2 separate regions of the Mus musculus genome follow, and region 1 is linked to region 2. The links are chromatin contacts, called in public promoter capture Hi-C maps. All regions are on one chromosome and are shown on one strand. The core of a region is the stretch at or near the end of the contact, and the rest is flanking DNA. Distances in the headings are between cores, read along the strand shown.

The links. Capture Hi-C pulls out chosen DNA fragments and counts their contacts.
Region 1: a promoter capture Hi-C map of adipose tissue shows a contact between it and region 2, with 4 times the contacts expected there. The contact joins two enhancer-like sites. A contact is called at or near these places in 7 of 39 promoter capture datasets (the 3T3-L1 cell line, the C10 cell line, the HPC-7 cell line and 3 more) and 2 of 9 other capture datasets (adipose tissue and pancreatic islet).

Annotation. Positions count from the first base shown.
Region 1 is chr2:135,216,318-135,224,055 of GRCm38.p6, reverse strand. Plcb1 (phospholipase C, beta 1) reads right to left here. Exons shown (of 32, transcript NM_001145830.1): 4 at 3,201-3,338. Among named protein-coding and RNA genes, the nearest start is that of 4930545L23Rik, 4.6 kb to the right of the region's middle. Within about 2 kb of position 4,200, at least 8 of the 459 cell types and tissues checked have an H3K27ac peak or open chromatin away from gene starts, as enhancers often do. A contact at or near this core is called in adipose tissue, where this site is marked.
Region 2 is chr2:134,722,005-134,729,197 of GRCm38.p6, reverse strand. No RefSeq gene overlaps it. Among named protein-coding and RNA genes, the nearest start is that of Gm14037, 6.3 kb to the left of the region's middle. Within about 2 kb of position 4,922, at least 15 of the 459 cell types and tissues checked have an H3K27ac peak or open chromatin away from gene starts, as enhancers often do. A contact at or near this core is called in adipose tissue, where this site is marked.

The DNA of each region.
Region 1 (7,738 bases), core at 2,951-5,450, 500 kb before region 2:
TTCATCGTGGAAGCTCTAATACTGGAGTTATGTCTGGCACAGGAAAGAGTCCCGCTGCAAATACATATTGAATAATGGCATGAGCTACTGTCTACTTGTAAACTAAGTCTTCTGCTAGAATTCAAAGTTCAGGGGACACCGGGTTTTACTGTGCATCCTATATCATGACTTAAGTCTCAAACTCTGGATCAAATAGCTGAGGTACCTACTTATATATCACAGTGGACCTAGCCACCAGGTTCTCCCAGCATCCTTCAGTCCCTGCCTGGTACATGCAACAGATGTCATTGCCTTCCCCAAGAGGCTCTTCCATACCTAAGCTAACCATGTTGGTTCCCTGCTCCTTTTTACCTTCTGCTTTCTTTCTTGGCTCCTACACTTAGACTTGGCTCCTCTCTTTCCCCTCTTCTCAATTGACTCAGGGTCATGTCCACACTGGATTCACCCAGATGGGCCTAGAAATTATAATCTAAGGAAAACTGGTGTGTTCAAACTACAGAGAGGAGGAAATTGAACATTTAGAAGAATATAACTTCACAAAGGCTTAAAGCAACAGAAGATATACAGATTGATGTGCAACATAGTAGGTCTACATTCAATCTCAGTAAAGACCTGCCTGCAGGTTACATTTACTGCACTGCTTAGTTAGAAACATAATGGATATCAAGATTGGTCATTTCATAAAGGGGGATGTAGGTGTGTCAGAGGAGAGAAATTTTTATGACATGCATAGCATTTGTTTACCTATAGTCATCTATGCGGTTAAACAACCCAGTAAGTTAACAAAAGAATTCTAAAACAGGGAGGAAGAGAAGGCAAGTGTAATGCCAGCAGGGCAGAGCTCTCCACATTGTATTCTCTCCAAGTGTAAATTATACTTTGTTGTTACACAGAGAAAACAGATCAGAATTTAACATACATGGAAAATGTAGCTTCCAACATCGCAGAGTATTGTATCTGGTTAGTATTTTATTCATTCTGTTGAAAGAACCAAAGTTGATGACAGTAGGGAGAGAAACCTTATCGAGGCCACCTCCAGCAGGAAGATAGGACATCAAGTGAGGAATGGATTGCCATCCCATAGTCACAAGTCTGATCCATAATTGTTCCAGTCTGAAAGAATTACAAGGATGGAAAATGGAGAGGAGCCTGAGGAAAAGAAAGTCCAGCCACAGGGCCAAAGCGGGATCCAGCTCAAGGGGAGGTCCCAAGGCCTGACACTATTACTGAGGCTATGGAGCTCTCACAAAAAGGGTTCTATCATGACTGCCCTCTAAAAGACCCAACAAGCAGTTGAAAGAGTCAGATGCAGATATTTGCACCCAACCAATGGACAGAAGCAGCTGACGTCTGTTGTTGAATTAGGGAAGGCTGAAAGAAGCTGAGGAGAAGGGAGACCTTGTAGGAGTAATCTGGAATCTGGAACCCCGAGATCTCTAACACTGGACCGCCAAACAGGCAGCATACACCAGCTGATATGAGGCCCCCAACACATATATAGTAGAGGACTTCTGGGTCTGTGTTCATTCAGAGATGACGTACCTAACTCTCAAGAGACTGGAGGCCACAGGGAGTTTAGAGGTCAGTTGGGGTGGGGGTGGGGGTGGGGGGACATGCATGTGGGAAGAGGTGGGCGAGGAGGAGATATGGGATGTGAAACAGTCAGAAGGTGGATTGGGGGTGGGGGGAATAAAATATGGAGTGTAAAAAAATAAATTAATTAAAAATACTTTTAAAAAAGCACCAAAGTTGATATTACAGAGGTGGTCAGAAATAAACCCCTGCCAAAAATCACTAACAGATGACAGAGCAGGCTAACAGGTTCAGTTATACAACTGTCAGACCACCAAAATCCAATTATAGACCACAAGGCCCTGACAACACACCCTCACCAGGAGTGACTCTGTAACTGTGATCTTAATATACATGCTCTGTGAGGGCACACAGATGACTTATAGGCCCCTAAATATGCTTAGATTCATGTTCTTAACTCTTGAAGGAAATAGGAAGTTCAGTAAAACAAAGTATGAACATGGATGGGAGTGGGAGCCATTCTTTAGACTGTGTTTGTTTCAATCCCTTCAAAATGCTCATTCTAGAACAGTAGTCCCTCTAGACCCCCTTTGGGGGTCACATATCAGATAGCCTACATACAGATATTTACATTACAATTCAGAAGAGTAGGAAACTTATAGTTATGAGGTAACAACAAAATAATTCTATGGTCGGGGTTCACCACAGCTTGAAGAACTGTGTTAAGGGGCCACAGTGTTAGAGAGAGTGAGAACTACTGCTTTAAAGGAAATATCACGCCCAAGAATTTACAGCTTCTTGTCTGCTATATTGTCTGTATACTCTGGATCATTCTGTGTACATCTGGAAGGCCTGCTTTTTAAGTAGCATAGTAATTAATTACGATGGGAAACCCCATTTTTAAAGTCACCTTTCGAGTCAATAGCTGAATAATTATTTGCTATTTAAACTTAAAGTGTATTTTTATTTCATGTTCTAACTAAATAACTACTACATGACTGCTGGTAATTCTATGTGGTGTGCAGGGGAAATAGGCTTAGACTGTGTTGATGCTGAGCACCCTCGGAGAGTTAGAAATGAAAATGGAATTAGAAATGGTGCCACGGGGTGGTGGTCGTGCACACCTTTAATTCCAGCACTTGGGAGGCAGAGGCAGGCAGATTTCTGAGTTTGAGGCCAGCTTGGTCTACAAAGTGAGTTCCAGGACAACCAGGGCTACACAGAGAAACCCTGTCTTAAGAAAGAAAGAGAGAGAGAGAGAGAGAGAGAGAGAGAGAGAGAGAGAGAGAGAGAGAGAGAGAAAGGAAGAAAGAAAGAAAGGAAGGAAGGAAGGAAGGAAGGAAGGAAGGAAGGAAGGAAGGAAGGAAGGAAAAAATGTGCCAACACCAACAAGAGAAGGAAGGATGCTCACCAGGTGCTACATTTTGTTTTGCAAAGGGATTTTATCTAATGCCCTATACCCAATGAAAACAATCTCTGTTGCTGAACATAGATGCTATTATTAAAAGATGTTTTAAATACATATATACTTAACAATTAAATTATTTTCAGATGGCAGCTTAACCCAAACTACATATTAAACGAATCAAAAATCTTCCACATGTATTAAACATTATCACCAAAAATCAGGTGAAGATGACAACTTTCAGGGTCCCCATCTAACATACCTTGGCTACTTCCTCTTGAAAAGCCACAAGATTCAAGTGGGAAATGTTCACCAGGTCTGGTCCATACACCACAGTTATCATGCGCTGTTCCAAGTGTCCGATGTTCCCAACATCCAGAAGTTCACGCAACTTGGGGTCCTGAATAAGAAATGTCAAAAAGAGTAGAATATAAGGAAAAATTCTAACATGGTAGAAAAACTTTAAATGAACTAGAAGTAGAACTGCCTTTTCCAGAAGAAACTTATATGAATAGAAGTCTTCCATTTTACAGTGACTGGAGAGATCAGAGCTATGGAGGAAAACTTTCCAGTTCAAGACATGTGGTTTTCAGTGAAGTACTCGTTCCATCATACGGCCATCCTACAACACACTTTTATGCATCAGAATTATTCTTCTATTCCCTCCCATCATCTAATGAGTTATACATTGAAATTGAAGAATCTTATCTTTTTCATCCCATAAATGGACATGTTAAAACAAACAAACAATCAAACAAACAAAAGACAATCTTATGGAATAAAAATGCTCATTTCTGCTACAGTTTAAACAATTAAATTGCTACTAGAAGCATATGTGTTGGTATTATTGGTAAATGGTCCGAAGTTAGGGAGTAGAATTGAGTCTTATTGGAGTCTTCTGATAACTGCGAGCATCCCTGCAAAAGTGATATTGAACCCTATACCTCTCCTCTTCCTCTCCTTTAGCTTTTCCAGGCCATGGAATGAATGGGTTTGCTATGTGCTTGTTTTTGTGAGATGTGCTGTTCACCCACTAGATCGCCAAGAGCAGTCATAGACTGGAACCCTAAAATATGAGCAGAGCTGAGCCCATTGTCATTATAAGCTGGTTGTCTCCAGGATTTGCAACTATCACAGAAAAGTTCCTGGGGCAGAAACATGACTAAGTCTCTTGCTGTGACCTTTCTTCCGCACTGAGTACAGATATAAAAGACAGGGTGTTAGCATGAGCTTTGCATATGACAGTTTAAGTCCCTCACTTAGTATGTTCTGGGATTTGGACATGGGAAGCTTGCTATACTTTCTGAGCAAGCTACAGTCTTTTGGAACCCTATAAGTAACAATCCCTTGGAGATATAGTTTTTTTTTTTTTTGTTTTTGCTTTTTTTTTTTTCTGGGAAAGGGAAGTTTCCAAACTCGCAGAACTCAAAATAAAACTGAAAATAGGGCTTAGTCAACTTGGCTGCATTTATTTCCCTCCCACAGGACAGGCCCTGTAGGACTTTTCAGTCCATGCAGAAAATTAGCATCAAATCAATCACTTAGCAAATTTGTTGCCAGCTTCTGAGCAGGACCAGGGTTGCATTTCTATTTATCTAGCAAACGCCAGGCCACCAAGGCCCGATTCCTGAGCTGGTTACTCTTGCCTTCTTCTGGGGATTTTTATAAACCCTTGCAAAGAAAAAAATGAATTAAAAAAACAGAATAAAAATAAGCAAAATCTTTCCAGCTAAGTCACTCACTCTGTATCATCCATTTTCCCTTCACTTGATAAACCTTTCTCTTCTGTGGCTGCAGGAAGAGGTACACTTTCAAGCAAGCTATGGTGAAGTAAACCTTGCCCTAAAGGGCTGACAATTCAATTCCACCAGTAAGGCAAGAGCATATGAAGCCAAGTGAAGCCTCCTGGAAAGATGAGCAGCTTCCCTCAGAACATCACTTCTGTAACCCATAAAAGGAGAGTTATAGACTCAAACAAAGTGCGGGATTTCAGCGCTGTAGAACCACCAGAAGATGAAAAGGGAATCAGCAGGCATGTGATATATCACTGAAACTGGAGAGCTAGAGGCATGTAGAGGCTCTCCAAAGGGGGTGCCCAAATGATGCTCAAAGGATTTCCAGAATTCTGTCTGCTATAACAATATTACTGCAAGATACAATCAGCAAGGATGTACATGGAACAAGGCATCCTTGTATGTTTTACTACTAATGGCTGGTGACATACATACATTAAAAGTCCCTTGGTCTTTATGTAGTTAGTGTTGGTGTATGGGCTTAAGTTGATAAAGCAGGCACTGAAAGAATTGACAATGGAACTTGAGTATTGGTGAGTCTATGGGAACTCTTCACCTATCTTCCTTCCTTCCTTCCTTCCTTCCTTCCTTCCTTCCTTCCTTCCTTCCTTCCTTTCTTTCTTTCTTTCTTTCTTTCTTTCTTTCTTTCTTTCTTTCTTTCTTTCTTTCTTTCTTTCTTCTTTTTGTGGTTTTTCGAGATAGGGTTTCTCTGTATAGCTCTGGCTGTCCTGGAACTCACTTTGTAGACCAGGCTGGCCTCGAACTCAGAAATCTGCCTGCCTCTGCCTCCCAAGTGCTGGGATTAAAGGTGTGCACCACCATGCCCGGCAACTCTGCATCTTTCTAACATAAATTTTTAAATTATTTTTGAACATAAACTAGAAGAGCACCTAGATTGGAGATATAATCTCTTAATAATAATGCTAATAGTTTAAAATCATATAGTTCAGGATACAAAATGAGAAATGATTTAAAATATCTAACAAGAAAGTTGATTTTTAACATCCATTTTTATACTTTAGAGTGTGATATTTTAAGCTGTATTTCAATTTCTCTTACACCATTGCTCCTTTTAATCTTGTCTATACTAATACTATAACTTCTCAAGTGTGGATCATCTCTCAGCATAGCCACTTGAGAGGTGTATGCTGATAAGGAGACAGATCTCTTCAAGTACCACAGGCTGTCTCCAGCAGCCTTAGACCACCAGATTGTGCAAAGGAATAACCCAGGGAAACCACCTTCATCAGCTTCACAGATGCGAACCTTGAAGATGCAAAGAATTCAGTGAGCATAGAGGTCTACACTTTTGGAAAATGAGTGTCGTATTCTAACAACAAACATGCAGAATCAAAATTGTAACAAGGACAAAGGCCTGTCATAGTTGGTCTGCGAATTACTTTGTGCCCTAAGGCTTTTGTCCCAAGCAACATTTTATGAGTCTCAAAATTCTTGATAGGTCGTCAGAGGAGACTCAACCACTCAGATTCAAGAGCACTTCAACATGTCAATACAAAGACTAGAGCTGTTTTTAAGAACAAACTTTCCCTAAATTCTGTAAAGACTCTAGCCTTTCCAAGAGTCTTAAACAATATAACAGAGGGAAAACTAAGAGCTGAGGTGCGCTCAGAATCTTGCATCGCTCAGCATCAAGGCTTAGTTTCCACAGATAATATTCTTTCTGTGTCTCTCCAGTTGGAGCTAATCAGAGCAACTATGATCCCTGGAGGTTTTCAACTCTTGAGTTATCTCTCTTCCTGTAAGAGTTAAGAAGCAGAACTGGTCTGGATAAGTGATTCCATTTTCTCTCAGTCACCAGGACTCACGGTTAATTTACTCCATGTTCATTCTAAAGAACAGAGAGTTTTGCTGTGGGTAAGGTTAGTTAGTTACTACCATCCCTTGGTAACTGACTCCTGAGCAAAGTAAGAAGTGAGCTAAGAAAGGGGAGCTCAAATATGACATGATGAAGTAATTATATAATTCTGAATACCAGAGACAAATGAAAACTTTTCACATAAGTTGGCTTTGTTTGTTCTGATTTTATGAATACTAAGCTGGCGCTGGAGGCTTAGGGTTAAGACCAGGGGCTGCTCGTCCAGAGGACCTGAGTTCAATTTCCAGCCTTCCCATGGTAGCTTACAACTGTCTGTAAGTCCAGTTCAAGGGGATCTGACATCCTCGCACAGACATACATGCAAGCAGAACACCAATGCATTTAAAATAAAAATAAATAAATCATTAAAAATAATGCATGCCAGTTTGTAGCTTTACTAGTCAACCTGACTTTTAAGGAAAAGTTATTTTATTTGTTTGCTAGGCTTTCAGGTACAGAAACTGTTTGCCGATGCAAAGGAACCTACCATACTCATTTTTTTTTACTGTTATGAAATATGTCTTTATGAGATTTTAGATTTATTCAATACTTCTTATATGAAGACAATTCTAGTCTCAGAACTTAATACAAGGTTCTCAAGCTGAATTACATCACTCATGAGAAAAGTTAGAAATGTGAAAGTCATTTGATCAATACATTTGATCAGTGTAATAATTGTAAATAGAAAGGCATATTTCTTGGTATGATTCAATGAGATTGGTATAAAAATCCTGTGTATAGTTCAAATGGCAGAAAAATGAAACAGCATATGCAGTCACTTTCAAAACAGCTATTTTTTTGTCTGCATGTATGTATGTACACTCTGTGTATGCTCAGTGCCCTCAAAGATCACAAAAGTGCATCAGATTCCCTGAAACTAGAGTTATAGATAGGTGTGTGTCTTAGTCAGGGTTTCTATTCCTGCACAAACATCATGACCAAGAAGCAAGTTGGGGAGGAAAGGGTTTATTCGGCTTACACTTCCATGCTGCTGTTCATCACCAAAGGAAGTCAGGACTGGAACTCAGGCAGGTCAGGAAGCAGGAGCTGATGCAGAGGCCATGGAGGGATGTTCCTTACTAGCTTGCCTCCCCTGGCTTGCTCAGCTTGCTTTCTTATAGAATCCAAGAC
Region 2 (7,193 bases), core at 3,673-6,172:
ACAATAGTGGATTTCTTCTGTAGCTGTAGGGCAGTCACTCTCCAAATGGGAAGATCAGTTTTCTCAGTATCATCAAAGAATTAAGTCCCTTCCTACCTCTGGACTCTAAATGGAATCTCATTCTTTCTTTTCCTCCCTGTTTTCCTCCCATCTTTCTCTGTCTTTTTTTTTCCCTTAAGTCTAAGTGTGAATCTTAGAATCACCCAATGCTTCCATTTTTCCAACTGAAATAGCAGGCTAATGCTAAATTGCCCTTGTAGTTAGCAAGCTTCAGACAAAAATCACTAAGAGAAGATGAAGGAGAAAAGTTGATAATTCTTTTAATCCAGAATGTAGACATCAGTGGAGAAAAAAAAAATCATCAGCTAATTGTTCTTCTGGAGAATTTTCAAATATACATTTTAGAACAGGATCAACCAATGAGGGTTAAAAGAAACAGGCACTTCTCCTTCCCATTTCTGCCTCAAAAGTGTCTGCATCTCGTCAATATTTTAAAATTTGGCAATGCAAAAGTTATAAAACCTAATACTTCACCATAAGGAAAGCATGTGTTAGTTAATGACCTTTGGCCATTTATAACTTTGGCAAAATCACCTGAGTTAGAGCAAAAGAAAAGACCAGGCCCCAGCCAAACTCGGTCATCTCTTGCACAGGCTGGCCCTTGTCTGCTCAGGTCTGACCTGCAAGCTTCACAGGCAGAATCTCTGCAAGCTTCGGAAAGGCTTTTGACTTTGCAAATGTCAAGCAGGTTACCCATCCCCCCTCTGAGCTCCGACTGTCAGCACACATATTTATATTTGTGCAAAATTACAAGTAAAACAACAGGGCAAAATGTTCCTTTCTCCACAGATCTTCCTGCTTAAACATCAGACCAACCTCTACTCCATTTTTTTCTTCTTGTATTTTCTGTCACTGACACCAGGACACAGGGTGGGTATCATTCATAGGTACCCATAGGTGGGTTGCTCTCTGTTATAAATGCACTTCAGGGAATACTGGGTATGGGCTGAGAATTGGGTGTGCCAATATGGGTCCACAGATACAATGAGACTAATTCTGGATCCTGCCCTGAGCCCTTTGGTCCTCTGAAGGTAACACTCTCAACCTCAAAAAGCCTGCCCTTGATTTTTTTTTCTGCCTATATCATGACCAGAATGATAAAGATGTGGAGAAGATAGGGTTTATTAGAATAAATTGGAGCACCCCAAGGGATGAGAACAGGTATTGCCTAGATGGAGCCCATGGAGGAAAACTCTCGTGGGCTGACAGTGGACAATGGCCAAGCTACATTTTTAAAATGTCTATTATTAGTGTGTGTTGTCTGTGTTTTTGTAGATGATACATGATTCTCTCCTTCCACCTTCATGTGGGTTTACTTGATGATCCCTTTTGTCAACCCATGTAACAGCTAGCATGTATTTATTTTTGTGTTAGTCCTAAAAAAATTTTTTTAATGTGTCTTTAAATGAGTTTTTAAAATTGTTGATTTAACTCAGTTTACACTACTTGCCTGACAACTGCCCAGGTTCAACCCCCAACACACACACACACACACACACACACACACACACACACACACACACACATTTGGATGCTTACCATATAGAGAAATTTGTAATAGTCAAAGGAAGACAGAGAGGAAAAAAAGGAATTACTTAGTTGTCAAAGCTGGTCTCAGAAGCAGAAGAAAGAAGCAATAATAATTTGCATAAGGAAGTCCTGTCCTTCAAGGAAGAAGGAATTTAAAAATTTCTTAGTAAATGAGGTTCAAATTTAAAGATTCCTTATGCTAAACTACACTCGCCCTTCCAGTTGTGTTGAAAGAAGCATACCGTTTTGGCTTTGAAGAGCAAGATTCAAAGGTCATCTCCAGTGTTAGAATAGAGCAGAGAATTAGAGTTGAATTGTTTCAACAGACTCAGGTCTCCTCCAAGTAGAAGTCACCAGCCTAAATAGACAAGGCTGGGCAGGAGCAGGATGCAACAGCAGCGGTGGGAGGGGGCGGGGGAGGTGGAAAGGCTGTGGATTCCACAGCCAAAAAGCCTCTAGCTCCCAGCAGGACATCAGTTTGCAGAAGTAGATAGACAGAAGGTATGGTGGCCCAGGAAACCCTTACACTGCAGTCTGAATTTCCATCAAAGAGCAGTGAGAGCAAACTGTCTCTCCATCACTGTGGTGTCTGAATAAGAACATTAAATAACAGCAGCTCTCCTGTCATGAGGTCAGTTTAACTGTGAGGAAACCCAGCAGTAAGCAAGGTACTACAATGCCATCAAAATGAGGCAATGGTGACTTTTATAGCAGCTGGCACTCCTACAAAGCCTCAAGGCCAAATGGCTTGGACTGTTCTCATACTTCTGAGCACCCATGGATTCCTGTTCTATAGTCGACCATCCTAGAACTACGGGGGTGGGGGCAGGGTAGGGGAAGGACTGGGCTCAAATGCTTCTACTACCAAGTGAGAAATAAAAGTGCCATATAGGAACTCACTGAAGAAATGACTTGTTCCATAAATAATATGGGGTTACCAACTAAATATTTATACGATGGCTTCCAAAGTCAACCAGGTTAGTAACTTTTATTGCATACAGGAATCATGGGTAATTTGAAGGGTGAACGATTGCTTATTGTGCCAGCATCCCAAGTTCCTCTGCCTTCAGAATCTATACTCAGCTAGTTCTCTGCTCCCATGCTGGCCTTACACTCAAGTAACCCTGAGAACAGCACTTCTGCACTTCTAAAGCTTTGTCTACAGCAGAGGTTCTCAGCCTTCCTAATGCTGTGACCCTTTAATACACGTCCTTATGTTGTGGTGACCCCCAACCCTAATATTATTTTTGTTGCTACTTCATAAGTGTTATGAATCTTAATGTAAATATCTGATATGCAGGATATATAATATGCTACCGCTGTAAAACTGGTCTCAACCCATAGGTTAAGAACTACTGGTCTAGACTTTTCCACTACCTTCCCCCAAATTAGAGATGCGATGCATGTAAGCTGGATCTGAAGCTGTCTATGCTAGATCTTCTAGGCTCCAGACAGTCTTACATCAGATAAAAGAATGAGGTTGGCCACTAGGCAGAGCTTCCTTCCTCAAGAAACAGCAAGTCGCTGTTGGTCTTTGAAACAGTTACAAAAGGTAAATGATGCAGCAGGTAACCACAGGGCAGAAAGAAGCAGGAGGCCATGAGCTCAGTAGGTTGGGAGTGAAGGCTGATCACAATCTGTGAAGAAAGCAAGTGTCTAAATATTAATGGAGCAAATACTCATACGTCATTGTCCCAGCCTTACATGTGACATATGCTCAGATTGTCCCATAAGATTTTCTCAAGTAATTGGCTTTTTTTTTTCTTGGTTAAAGTATTGCCATATGTCACTTCAGGTAATTTTCTGAAAATTTCTGAGTATTGCATGTCACCCATTATCATTTTCAATGTTGTTTTGCTATCTTGAAAAATAATAATCGATTTTAAAAAACCAAAGACTGCCAAGAATTTTTTGCTACCACTCCAAATCTGAAGTTTATAAATTATGTGATTATAGTTAATAATAGAAGGATTAACATACAAGTGGTAAAAATATATGTTAACATAATTAGATTTCTTTTTCTCAAGGGATGAAGGTGCTAATTCTTCTCCACAGGCAATGACCATAATTAATTTGGTTCTTTCATTTTTTTAACCCTAGAGCTGAAAGAAGAAATAGACGCTTGCCTCAATCCTCTATCCAGAAGATTGCTAACTGACATCTACTTACAAATGAAAATTTAGTTTTCTCGAAGGTCATCTCACTGGAGAAATGAACTATCCTTAAGGATTGGTCAGATGTAGGTGGCCAACAGAAAACTTAGTGACATCTTTGGAGGCTCTGTATTTCATAATATCGTCAGAGATTTTATTTTTTAACTTTATCTTCTTATAAATGTTTTATTATTTTCTTTCTTCCTCCCTTCCCCTTGCTTTCTCTCTTTCTTTTTCTTTCTTTTTTTAACTCCAAAGGTCCTTAGCACATATACTATGGCTTCTGGTTTGTGTTTCTATGGGAACCTGAGTATGTGAATGCTTGTATCTCTGTGTCTCTGTGTCTTGCGCTTTTCCTTGGACTTCTTTCCTTCTGTTGGTTTGTTTTCTCCTAGTCCATTGCTTTTGCCTTGGTTTTATCGTATTATGTTTCATTTTAGTTTATTATTATCCCTTGGCAGCCTGTTTTCTAATGAAAGACAGAAAGCAGGTAAATGCGGATGGAAGGAGACATGGGGGAGAACGGAAGAGTTGAGGATGGTAAAACTACAATCAGATTATTCTGTATGAAAAAAATTTATACTTTCAGGGATTGTTTTTTAGTTTGTTACTAGAAAAAAAACCTATATTTTGAATAAAATAATAAAGTAAAATTTAAATAATGATATGTTAAATTATTTAATTTGTATTATTTTGTTATTTTGTGTATTTTTGTAGGCATAATGTTTTTGTGTGCTATGTAAAGGTTATCCTTGTGTTATTCAAATGCTGTTTCTATGCCCTCATATCTTGCTTCAATCTGCACACTGGCACTTTTCTCAACTAGGAATATATGTGTATACACACAGGCCATACTGAACTTTATGGAACCCATTAAAATTCTGTCAAGTAGTAAGTATAAAATCCTATTTGATCTTTAAATTGCATGCTTTGAACTGTGAGTAAGAAAGAAGAGCCCTTTTTTTTTTTTTTTTGTATCCTTGTCAATACAAGCTTCTGTTTTGTGAATTGCCCAATCCTCTCATCGGCCTTATTTCACAAATCACCATTTTCTGTGAACGTGTAGGAATTTGTACGTAATCCTGGGAACAAACCTTTGACTGTGACATGTGTTGTAATGCCCTCTTCACCTTTGACTCATATCAGCTTGTTCATGACATCTGCACTAGTTGTCTGTTGCTGGGAGGCAAAGGGCCACAGACACCCCAGCTCAGAACACGCCATGTGCTTGGAACACGGCATGTTTGTTGTCTCACTGTTTCTGTGGGCTGAGATTCGGTTCTGGTTCAGCAAACCCTTCTGGTTCCGTGCCCAGGCTGTAACCGGGGTGTTAGCCGGAGTGCAGCCTCCTGTGAAGCATCAGCAGAGTTCTGATCAACTCGTCCTTTATCTACATGGCATTTCTAGTATCTTGCTTCTTTCCTGTTAGTCTTGGGGGTGTTCCCTTTGGGCCAGCTGATGCCACAGTAACCTGACTTCACTAAAGCAAGGCTGTACCTGGGACTTGTTAGTAGAACCTCTTGTTTTTAATATGGGAGTGGCAGACTCTGAAGATCAAGGCATTCTGTAAGTGAGACTAACTCTAGGGGAAGAAATTACCCAAAGCCACGAATGGCAAAGGGAAAGGATGAAAAGCAACTGTATTAAGACCTGTCTATCACAGTCTCTTGTTTAATTGTGCCATTCAGTTTCTGTCTTTGATTTTATGATAACAACCTGCTTGTTGACAGTTCTTGTATTGTTTTGTTCACATTTCATTCTGTCCTGAGGAAATAACCTACATTTTGCCAGTTAACTTTTCAAAGCTAGTTTTCATTTCGTTTTCTTTTATGGTTTGGACTATAGACAGACCTTTTTTACTATATAGAAAATTAAATATTCCAATACTTGTCCCCACAAATTTGGAGTCACATTACATTCATGTCCCACATGTAGTTTTGTTTTCCTTTTGTTCTTTTTTGTTCTATTTCTCTCCTAAGTTAGCAGTAGCAGCGTATCATAAACAAGACACCTACACTTAACTTTATACTGTCTACAGGATGGCCTTGTTGGGCATCAGTGGGAGAAGAGGTCTTTGGTCCTGTGAAGGCTTGATGCCCCAGTGTAGGGGAACACCAGGGCAGGTGGGTGGGTGGGTGGGTGAGCACATTTATAAAAGCAGGGGGAGGTGGGATGGGATAGGGGGTTTCAGGAGAGGAAACTGGGAAAGTGGGTAATATTTGAAATGTAAATAAATAAAATAACCAATAAAAAAGACTTTATACTATCTCCATAACTGGAATTCATATCACTTTCTTTCTTTCCAAAACAATTTTGGTTGTTATTGTACATTTTTCCTCTATGGTATTACTTCTAATATGTAGGAGATAATACGAATCACCCTAATGGCTTAACCACTTAGCCATTCTCTTCTCCAGCCATTAAAGAATTTTTATTACAGCATATTATTATAATTGTTTGTTGAAATATTAGTTACTGTTGTTAATTTCTTGCTGTGATAATTTACAAATTAAACTCCATCGTAGATATGTGTATACCGAAGAGCCGTTCAACCATGAGTACCACAGGCATAATATACACTGAGCAGCTTATAACCACCTGTGACTCTAGCTCCGAGAGTCCACTGCTCTCTTCTGGCCTCTATAAGTATGTGCACACACGTGATCATATATGCAACACAGACATATACACAAAAACAAAGGCACATGCCCATAACACACACACACACACACACACACACACACACACTAAAAATAAAATAGAACTTAAAATTTTCTTTAAAACTAGCTCTTTTGGATTGAATATGAAAGCTTTCTGACCAAGATTCATTAAGTGGAGTGTTGATTGCCAGCTGATGTCCTAAGAGTAATTTGGATATATAGGATTCTGACTTACTCAAAAGATTCATCATGTGATGAATTTCCAATCTGATGGTATTATTAAGAGGTGGGGAAAAGGAGGAAGTATAGCATAGTTGATGGAAGTAAGTCACTGAGAACATGCTCTGAAGATACTTCTTGTCCCTGTCCCCCTCACCTGGCTCTGCTTTCTGACCTCCATGAAGTCAGCAGGCTGGTCCTTCACCTGTGCTCACCATCATGGTGTTCAGCCTTGCCACAAAGTAATGTCACCAGACCATGCACTGAAACAGGGATCCAAGAGGAACCTCTCCCCTCTTAAGCGACTGATCAAGTGTTTTGTTTCAGAAACGAAAGTCTGTCTAACACAATTGCAAACTGTTTATTTCAGGGATTTTACAATGGTTAATTTTTAGCCACGGATGGCTGTTAGTGATTAAGGCTATAGGAATAAATGTATTACTGAGCACTCCTGCAAACAAGTTTTAAATGAATTTGTCAACTTCTTTGATAAATTTAATGTGCAGCTAAGTTGGAGTTTGTTTTAGATCCACTAATGGAAATCCAGCCAATTTTGTTGTTGTTGCCATTT